2 separate regions of the Mus musculus genome follow, and region 1 is linked to region 2. A link is a contact called in public Micro-C data. All regions are on one chromosome and are shown on one strand. Each heading gives the region's core, a stretch centred on a gene start, on an enhancer-like site or on the middle of the called end of the contact. The rest is flanking DNA. Distances are from core to core; before and after follow the strand shown.

Region 1 (4,014 bases), core at 439-2,938, 62 kb after region 2:
CTGAAAAGAATTCTGGGTCTTATTAACTAAAGTAGGTTTGTAGATTCTTTCTTTAGAAATATTCTAGAGGGCAGGAAGTGAAAATTTAATGTAGGATTTCTCATGAAACATCTGAGAAACACATGATAAACTATAGCAGCTGTTTGTCAAACTTATCCTTCAGAGATCTTATAACTAATATCGTGAAATTACCTGTCCAAACATACAGCTATTTACCAAGTCATAGACTAATTAGAGTTAAGTATAGTTTTCCTAGCTAGGAGCATTTAATGATTGCTACAATATATGTTTTGAATATAGTATGTTGAGGGTGTTGTTCAGTACTTATATGGGTCAAAAATATATTTATGCAAGTGTTGATTATCAGTTGTTAATCTATTGTATCTTCAGATAAAAAGAAGATGTTAAATGCCAGGTTTCAATTTCTTTCATTGCTATACCTAAAGGAACAGAATATCAACCTGGGGAGGGAGGAGTTAGTACTGTTAGTATTGAAATAATTACAGTGCTGGATCCCAATTTGGGCCTGTCACTGGACATCCTTTTCCTTAGGCTCTTCTCCATTTTTGACCCTGCAGTTCTTTCAGACAGGAACAATGCTGGGTCAGAGTTTTTGACTGTGGGATGGCAGCCACATCCCTCCACTTGATGCCCTGTCTTTCTACTGGAGGTGGACTCCCTCTCCCCACTGTAGGACATTTCATCCAAGGTCCCTCCCTTTGATTCCTGAGATTCTCTCACCTCCCAGGTGTCTGCTACAATCTGGAGGGTCCCCCCAACTCCTACCTCTCCAGGTTGCCTGTTTCCATTCTTTCTGCTGGCCCTCAGGGCTTCAGTACTGTCCCTCCCCCAATACATGATTATGTTCCCCTCTTCCACTTCCTGTCCCCTTTCCCACCCAGATCCTTCCCTCCCTCTCCACCCCCACCAGTGACTGCTTTCTTCTTCTTCCCAAGTGGAATTGAGCATCCTTACTTGAGCCCTTCAGCTTGTTAACCTTCTTGAGTTCTATGGATTGTATCCTGTGTATTCTCAACATTTTTGGCCAATATCCACTTATTAGTGAGTATCCTAAAAATATTTCTGGATGGTTCATCTCCTGAAGAACACAGGTCTAATCTTTTGTTTTACTTATCAACCCAGTCATTTACTTCAGCAAGGTGGATTCCGATGAGAAGAAGCAGTCATTTACTTCAGGCTTCCTTTTGATTATTCTAAGCAGCAGCATCCAGTGACCCCAGTTCCTTAGTTCTTAGGAAACAGCAAACACACATTTTTTTCTTAACTTTGCAAAAGAATTCAGAGATCCTTCTGCCTCTGTTAAACACAGAGGATAAGGTAGCTGGGTTCCCACTGTGTCCTGAAATTAGCATTCCAAAGAGGCCTGGGCCTAAGCTTGCTTTGTCCTAGGCTGACCCTGAATTTAGGAATTCATCTGCATTTGTATCTGCCTTTCTTTATGTATCTTTCTGACAAGCTGGATCATAGTGTAGCTACCTCTGTTCCTTTAGATTCATGAAGCCTGTCATAATTTATATTGTATCCTTATCCTTTTACATATTTAAAAATTATATATTTTTGAACTCATGTATTTAGAGCTTTTCCCCATACCCTTAAAGGCTGTCCTGAAGGGCCTAGTGTTCACCATTTTCCTGAGACAGCACACTCTGGACTCCTGGACACCTGCTGTTTCTAATTAGCATGGAGTCATTAACATCAACAGGGAGGCTATTACTCAGAAGGTAAGAGTCCTCTAATACTATGGGTTCAAAATACATGTACATTACAACACAAACAAGCCTTATGTCCACAGTTGCCATCAATACTTGTGGAGGCTTACACCAGGGACCTGTAACAAGGGGAGGAGCCATGTCACTCTGTCTCCACTAGTGCCACACTCGGCTCTCTACATATAATTACACAATATTTTGGATAAAAGATATTAAATAAAATTAAGCTTTCTTCAAGTACCATTAAGTTTGGAAATATGTGTTGTAAACTCGTTAGTTTAGTGATACTCATGGCTAATAGACATCCAAGTTTGCCATAAAACACTACAGGATGCACACATTAAGATATATAATCAGTATAGTATGTTTATTGTATATGGAGAAATGAACCCAATTATGTTTTTGCTTTTTTGCCTCTAGATTATTTTGGAAAGAGAATGAAAATCTCCTAACATTTAAAACAATGCTAACATAATTATGATAACATTTGTAGTTAAACATTTGGAGCTTTGTTAGTAACAGTGTTCTTTATGGATAAATATTATTTAAGTTGGATGCATGTAAGAAAGACATGTTTAAATTTTTTTTGAGAATACCATATGTACATTGTATGTTTATCATATTACCCACCATTTCCGTGTCTTTACACATTTATATCCACTTCCCTACCAGTTTGACTTTGTGTTGTATATATTCAACTTGATTTATTTTATAAAAGAAAGCAAAGACATGCATGTAAACCTGTGGGTTAAAAAGTGAGCCCCCTAAGACTGGCCCAAAGGGCCACTGGGTGAGGTGAGACATGGAAAGTTTGACTGCAAGCCACCTTGCAAGCATCAGGCTGTGAGAAGCCGCAGGACCCTGCTCCAGGGGTGGGAAAGCACAGTCTGAGGTCTCAACAGACCTGCCAGAATTGGCTTGGGGTCCCCAAGCCTGCATGGAAGTCAGCTTTGACAGGTTCTCAGGCTCTTGATTACCGCAGATGCCTCCTGGATGTCTGTGTGAGATTAGACTCAGCTCTTTAGAGGAAGACCTGCTCCATTGCTCCAGCAAGGTGGATCCTGATGAGAAGAGACAGCCCATGGTTTTAAGGTGTGTATTGTCATGACAGGAAGGGGACCCAAGAGGGTAGAAGAGGTAGAGAAAGACAGAAGAAAATGTAGAGAAGTAGAGATCGGCCATGGCCACATGAAGAGGGGAGAAGGGAATGTGGAGAGAGGAGGAGCAAGAGGGAAGAGAGAAGCAAGCAGGAGTAAGAGAGGGAGGAGGGGGCAAACGGCTCCTTTTATAGTGGACCGGGCCTACCAGGCTATTGCCAGGTAACTGTGGGGGTGGAGTCCAGACAGAATACCAGGGACTTAACACATTGTTCTACGTGACTGATGGCCACAGAATTATGGAGCTGGGGCCTTGTATCAGGAGCCTAGTGACTGGCAACATGGCAAATGGGCCTTCCATTCCTTGCAGGAACACCTGCTGGGTCTCCAGGGTTTAAACCTAGCACGACCAGAAAATAGGCTGCCTTTCATGGTCCCACACAAACCTATCACCCACTACTTCAAATATCATCGAACTGAACTTTCTCCTTCAGCTTGAGATTGGATCAATTTCCTGATCTCTAATTTGTTACATGTCTTTATTTACATCACACAAGATGAAAGACTAAAGTTGGCCTCTGATCAAGTGCTTCTTATAGACAGTGTACATACTATATTCTGTATAGTGATGACTGTGAATTTTAGATCGGAGAGAGGATATATTATACTAGTGTTTTTGTGAATTTAATATTACCTTTATGTTTTTATAGAGACATTGAGAATGACAGACCCAAAGAATGTACTGTTCATTTCTCCTAATGATTCCAGAAGGCTTACCTTATCCATAGAACCTGGTGCAGGGCTCAGAAAACTGAACTCAACAAGTGATGTTGCTCATGTATTAGTAAGCTTTAGGGATTAAGAAGATATATCAAAGTTATTCTAGATGAAATAGTCAGTAGCAAAGAGGGTAGGAAACAGCCTGAGGATTAGTCAAATGTCAGTGCTTCCTGTGTTTATTTCAGGATTGCATTTTATTACTACAGTTGCTTTGAAAATATCTTGACTATCGAGAATTGGTGACACTTTGTAATGTGATGTGAACTCCTTGATGTTGGGGAATTCTATGTCCTGTTGGCAGTTTGCTCAGGTGTCTCTCATATTTAATTCTCTTTGACATTGTGCAGTTAGATTGGGACTAGTTTGCTTTGGTGGGTCTAACTGGTTCATTTGTGGGTCTACCTGGT
Region 2 (4,125 bases), core at 427-2,926:
GGGTGTGGTGGCGCATGCCTTTAATCCCAGCACTTGGGAGACAGAGAGAGGCGAATTTCTGAGTTCAAGTTCGAGGCCAGCCTGGTCTACAGAAAAAAAGGAATGGTTTGCTGTTTTCCTCTCAACTCCACACCATTTCTGTTCTGAATTCTGAGGTAAGCACAGAAAGATTGCTAATAAGTAGAATGTGGCTGTCGAGAAAGTTGTCCTATTATTTTGGAGGGAGGGTGTTGGAGTAGGGGGATGTAGGGTTGTGGGTCCCAAGTCCACTCCACTACAGGGCACCGGCGCTTGGGAATCTTGACAGGACTTACCCCACACTGTCCCTGGGTGGGTGTTGGGCTGCAGGGAAGCCACGGGACTCTGCTCCGGGGGTGGGGAAGCACAGCCTGAGGTGCAGGACAGCCAGAGCTGGCTTGGAGCTCCCCAGGCCTGTGATAAGACCTGGTCTTCTGGTTCTCAGGCTCTTGGACATCCAGGTGCGGCTGGAAGCTGAGGAAGAGCTGAAAGCAGAGTGGGGGCCCGAGGGTTGGATCTAGCCCAGGGCCAGGGTGGGGGAAAGAAGGGAGGAGCTCTGGCTGGTCTCAGGGGAGAGTCCTTGGCTTGAGTTTAGCTTGGGCTTGGGTCCTGGCTGGGAGCACAGAGAGGCCTTCTATGGAAGATTACACAGTGGCTCTGTAGACAAAGGTCATCTCCGTGTCTCCCTGCGGCAGATCCTGAAGAAAAGAGGCAGTCCTTGGTTTTAAGGCATTTATTGTCATGGCAGAAAGTGGATGTGTAAAACCATACCCCCCTTCTCAGGGTGGGCCTGAGATTAAATACCTTTTACAGGGAGAGTACCTCATTAAAATAGAGATTAGATTTGAGCCTATGTGACCACAGGTCATATCCTCTACCTGTGGAGGGGCTTGGGGAGTTGCGCTTATGTAACTGATGACCACAAATCTATGGAGGATGGAGGTGGGGCTACAGCTAGTGACAGAGGCCTGGTGTCCAGGAGCAGGCAAAAACTCCTACTGTCCCTTCATGGTCTCCTGGGCATTTAGCCTTAGCTCAACCAGGGACCAGCTACCTTTCACCGCCCCACGGGGGGGAGGGGTAACGTGCAAAGATTCAGACAGAGTTTAAAAGAGAAAGAAAGAAAGAAAGAAAGAAAGAAAGAAAGAAAGGAAGGAAGAAAGAAAGAAAGAAAGAAGAGAAGAGAAGAGAAGAGAAGAGAAGAGAAGAGAAGAGAAGAGAAGAGAAGAAAAGAAAAAAGAAAAGAAAAAGTCTAGTCCCTGCAGCTGCGTTTCACGAGGCTGTGGAGAGCCCTCCTCACTTATATTTATGCCCTTTCTGTGTCACTTTCTTTTTTGTTAAACCTCAGAGGTGTTTTAAATTCTTACCAAACAGCATCTGTGGGAGGAGGTTTAAAAGGAAACCTGGAGCTGTGGAAGTGGGGCGGGGCCGGTGTTTTCTCTCCGTCTGAAATAAGAATGGACAGCTTCTTCTGGAAACCGGTTTCTTTCTGTCTTACTCCCTAACCTCTCCAGGTCTGCCTTTAAAAGCAGGACAGTTCTGCATTACTGCAGAAAACCCCACCAGCGTCCCTAGTGCGCACACAGAGCCGGAGTTTTCTTCTGGCCGAGAGGGGGAGCCCGGCGATCCTAGCCCTCAGCAACCGGGAGTCCCGACCCAGCCCCTGCCGTCGCCAGCACCAGTTTGGGCTTCAGCGGATTAGAAGGAGGGAGAGGACCAGAGCCCTAGGGTCCGGAGCCCAGTGCCTTTCGAACCTGCACAAAGTTTTCCTGTGGGATACGAACACGCGATCGTGGGCCACGGTTCCCGGAGCTCCTGTGCCTGCCCCAGCCCTGCGACCGCATCCCTCTACAAGCCAGGGTAGGAAGCGGGAGCGTCTCTGGTCCGGCCAGCTATGGCCAGGTGGCGCGGAACCAGGAACAGACCCCGAGAGGAAAGCGCAGTTAGCAGGAGGGTGAGGAGGGCACCGGGCTGCGACCGCTTATAGGTTGCGCAGATTCCGACCCCGAGGGCACAGGGAGTCTGTGGGCACTGAAAGAGGGACCTGTTGCTGCAGGCGGGGGCAGTGAGGGAGGAAGATGGGGCCACCCAGGGACGCCAGCCCTGTGCCTTCCCGCCGCATCCTCCCCTCGACCCAAGGAGGAACTTCTGGGCGAGGTGGGGGCTAGCAGGCGTCGGGAGCAAGCGGTGGGGGGACGCTGGACCATCCCGCCCGCTGCGGGTGCATGGAACAGAGGCTGCTCAGCAAAAGGAGGCATCGCTGGGTCAACTAGGCGACCCGAGAGCCAACTTCCTCCAGCTTGGTCTCGCTTTGTTTGGGTCGCTGTAAAAATGTGGGCAGCGGCAGGGGAGGCGGCAAGGAGCTTGTGACTGGGCCGCAGATACTTTAAAGCCCTACGTGGGTAGGGCCCCCACTCTCGGGCGGTGTCCATGCGGCTGCCCTTTGGCTAGGCCGGTCAGATCCCCGCTTCTGCGGGCGTTATGTTAGTGGGACTCAGCTTGCCAAGCTTGCTTGCTCTGGTCCACCTCCTGGTGGTGGCCCAACTGGCTCTCTATCCTGGGGCTGCTGGGCTGATTTCCCTGTTTGCAGGAGGGAACTCTGGGCAGTCTAGTTTTCTTGGAATGTGTTTACAATGTAGAATGGGACTTGAACAGGAAGCTGAACGCTGCAGCTAGAAATAGCGTGCCAAGGTAGAGTGAGGGAGATACAGCTGCTGTTGGGGAAACTCTCAAGTGTGGGCTGGCAGTCAAGGAACACCCCTACCTCACCCCGACACACACACACACACACACACACACACGCACACGCACACACACACACACAGCGTCTTAGTTTTTCTTGATGGAGCTTGTCTTTGTTAATAGACATTTACGTGCGATATTTCAGTCTGTTTGACAACATAATATCAATTAGGAAGATTTAATAACTGTGTATTCTGTCTGCTTTTAAAAATGCTGCACCAACATTTAAGAATGAAAACTTTCTAGACTCTGTCAATTCTATTAATTCTAGGGCTTGCAGAGGCCAGGATACCTATGATTTTATGTAGTCCATATGGCTGAACAGGTCGTAAAAGAGTACGAATTAGAAAACAGAGTAAACGATGAGAGGTGGAAAATCCTGAAAGGAATTGGATTTTTTTTTTCAGTTTTGCAAATTGCCTGGTTGCTCTGCCAGCCTTTCCCTCCTTCTTCCTCATAATCAAATAGCTAGAAATTGCTAGAAAACCCACCGAATGGGAGAGTTTGGACGCTGGTGTCTGCAAGCTTTTCTAGAAACAACGGTGAGACTAAGGTACTGCTTCACTGCATAATTAAACTCTCCTTGAGCTGTCCAGGAGCATTTCCCAAGTTTTTAAGACTGACAAGAAAAGAATGGAAGAATCTGGCAGGCAGCCAAACTAGACTGAACTCAGTAGGCAGGCCTGAAAGAGACTCGGGAAGTTGCAGGGCATAATTTGAATGGCTTGGTGGTGGTACTGGGGCTTAAATAGGGGGGTTCTTTTAAAATGAAAACTTTAAATGACTAAGAGTCTTTGGGGAAAAAAATAAAAACAAAAACAATTGACTAAGCATAGAATGCAGTTGAATATCAAGGAGAGTTAAGAAGGCCCAAAGGGAAGTGTGGTCCTTTCCACCCTTGCTCTGAAATAGCAACAGTTTGCGTGTGCTTACCCTGTTACTCGGTCTTCTCCAGATGCACCTTGTTAGCTGCCACTTCAGTCCTTCAGGCCTTGACCTTTCTTCTTTGTTTTCATGGCCAGTAAGAATGAAAGACCAGCACTGAGCAGATGGTTTTCCACCTAAATTGATTAATTCAATTAATTTCAGATAGCTTGGATTTGGGATCATAGAATTAAAGGGGAAAATTCATCTAGTATGTCTTTCTTGTATTACAGAAGAGCCCCCATAATAAACAAATCTTCCTCCTTTCCCTGAAGCAGGATAAATCAGGGTGCAAACTTACTGCTCCTTTCTCAATTCCAGGCAATCTAGAAACCCTGAGCCTTATCTGAAATTCAGACCCTTTTCTTTATTATCTTTGCTTCTATTTAATCTGTCCCTCAATTTGTTCCTTAGTGAGGTGGATGAGGTAGGCATGGGAGG

Evidence for each region. A called contact is a pair of places that touch in the nucleus more often than the background predicts.
Region 1: a Micro-C map of embryonic stem cells shows a contact between it and region 2, with 2.0 times the contacts expected there. The contact joins the enhancer-like site here to the promoter of Gulp1 in region 2. A contact is called at or near these places in 4 of 39 promoter capture datasets (the 3T3-L1 cell line, embryonic stem cells, liver and 1 more), 3 of 484 Hi-C or Micro-C datasets (embryonic stem cells and muscle stem cells), 4 of 115 datasets of contacts at active chromatin or transcription factors (embryonic stem cells and neural progenitor cells) and 3 of 9 other capture datasets (adipose tissue, liver and pancreatic islet).

Annotation. Positions count from the first base shown.
Region 1 is chr1:44,612,138-44,616,151 of GRCm38.p6, forward strand. All of the region lies in intron 1 of Gulp1 (GULP, engulfment adaptor PTB domain containing 1), which reads left to right. Among named protein-coding and RNA genes, the nearest start is that of Gulp1, 62 kb to the left of the region's middle. Within about 2 kb of position 1,689, at least 10 of the 459 cell types and tissues checked have an H3K27ac peak or open chromatin away from gene starts, as enhancers often do. A contact at or near this core is called in embryonic stem cells and stem cell-derived epiblast-like cells, where this site is marked.
Region 2 is chr1:44,549,995-44,554,119 of GRCm38.p6, forward strand. Gulp1 (GULP, engulfment adaptor PTB domain containing 1) reads left to right here and starts at 1,677. Exons shown (of 11, transcript NM_028450.3): 1 at 1,677-1,878. It overlaps Gm39635 (a long non-coding RNA gene), which reads right to left and starts at 1,463. Exons shown (of 3, transcript XR_865406.1): 1 at 1,386-1,463; 2 at 315-716.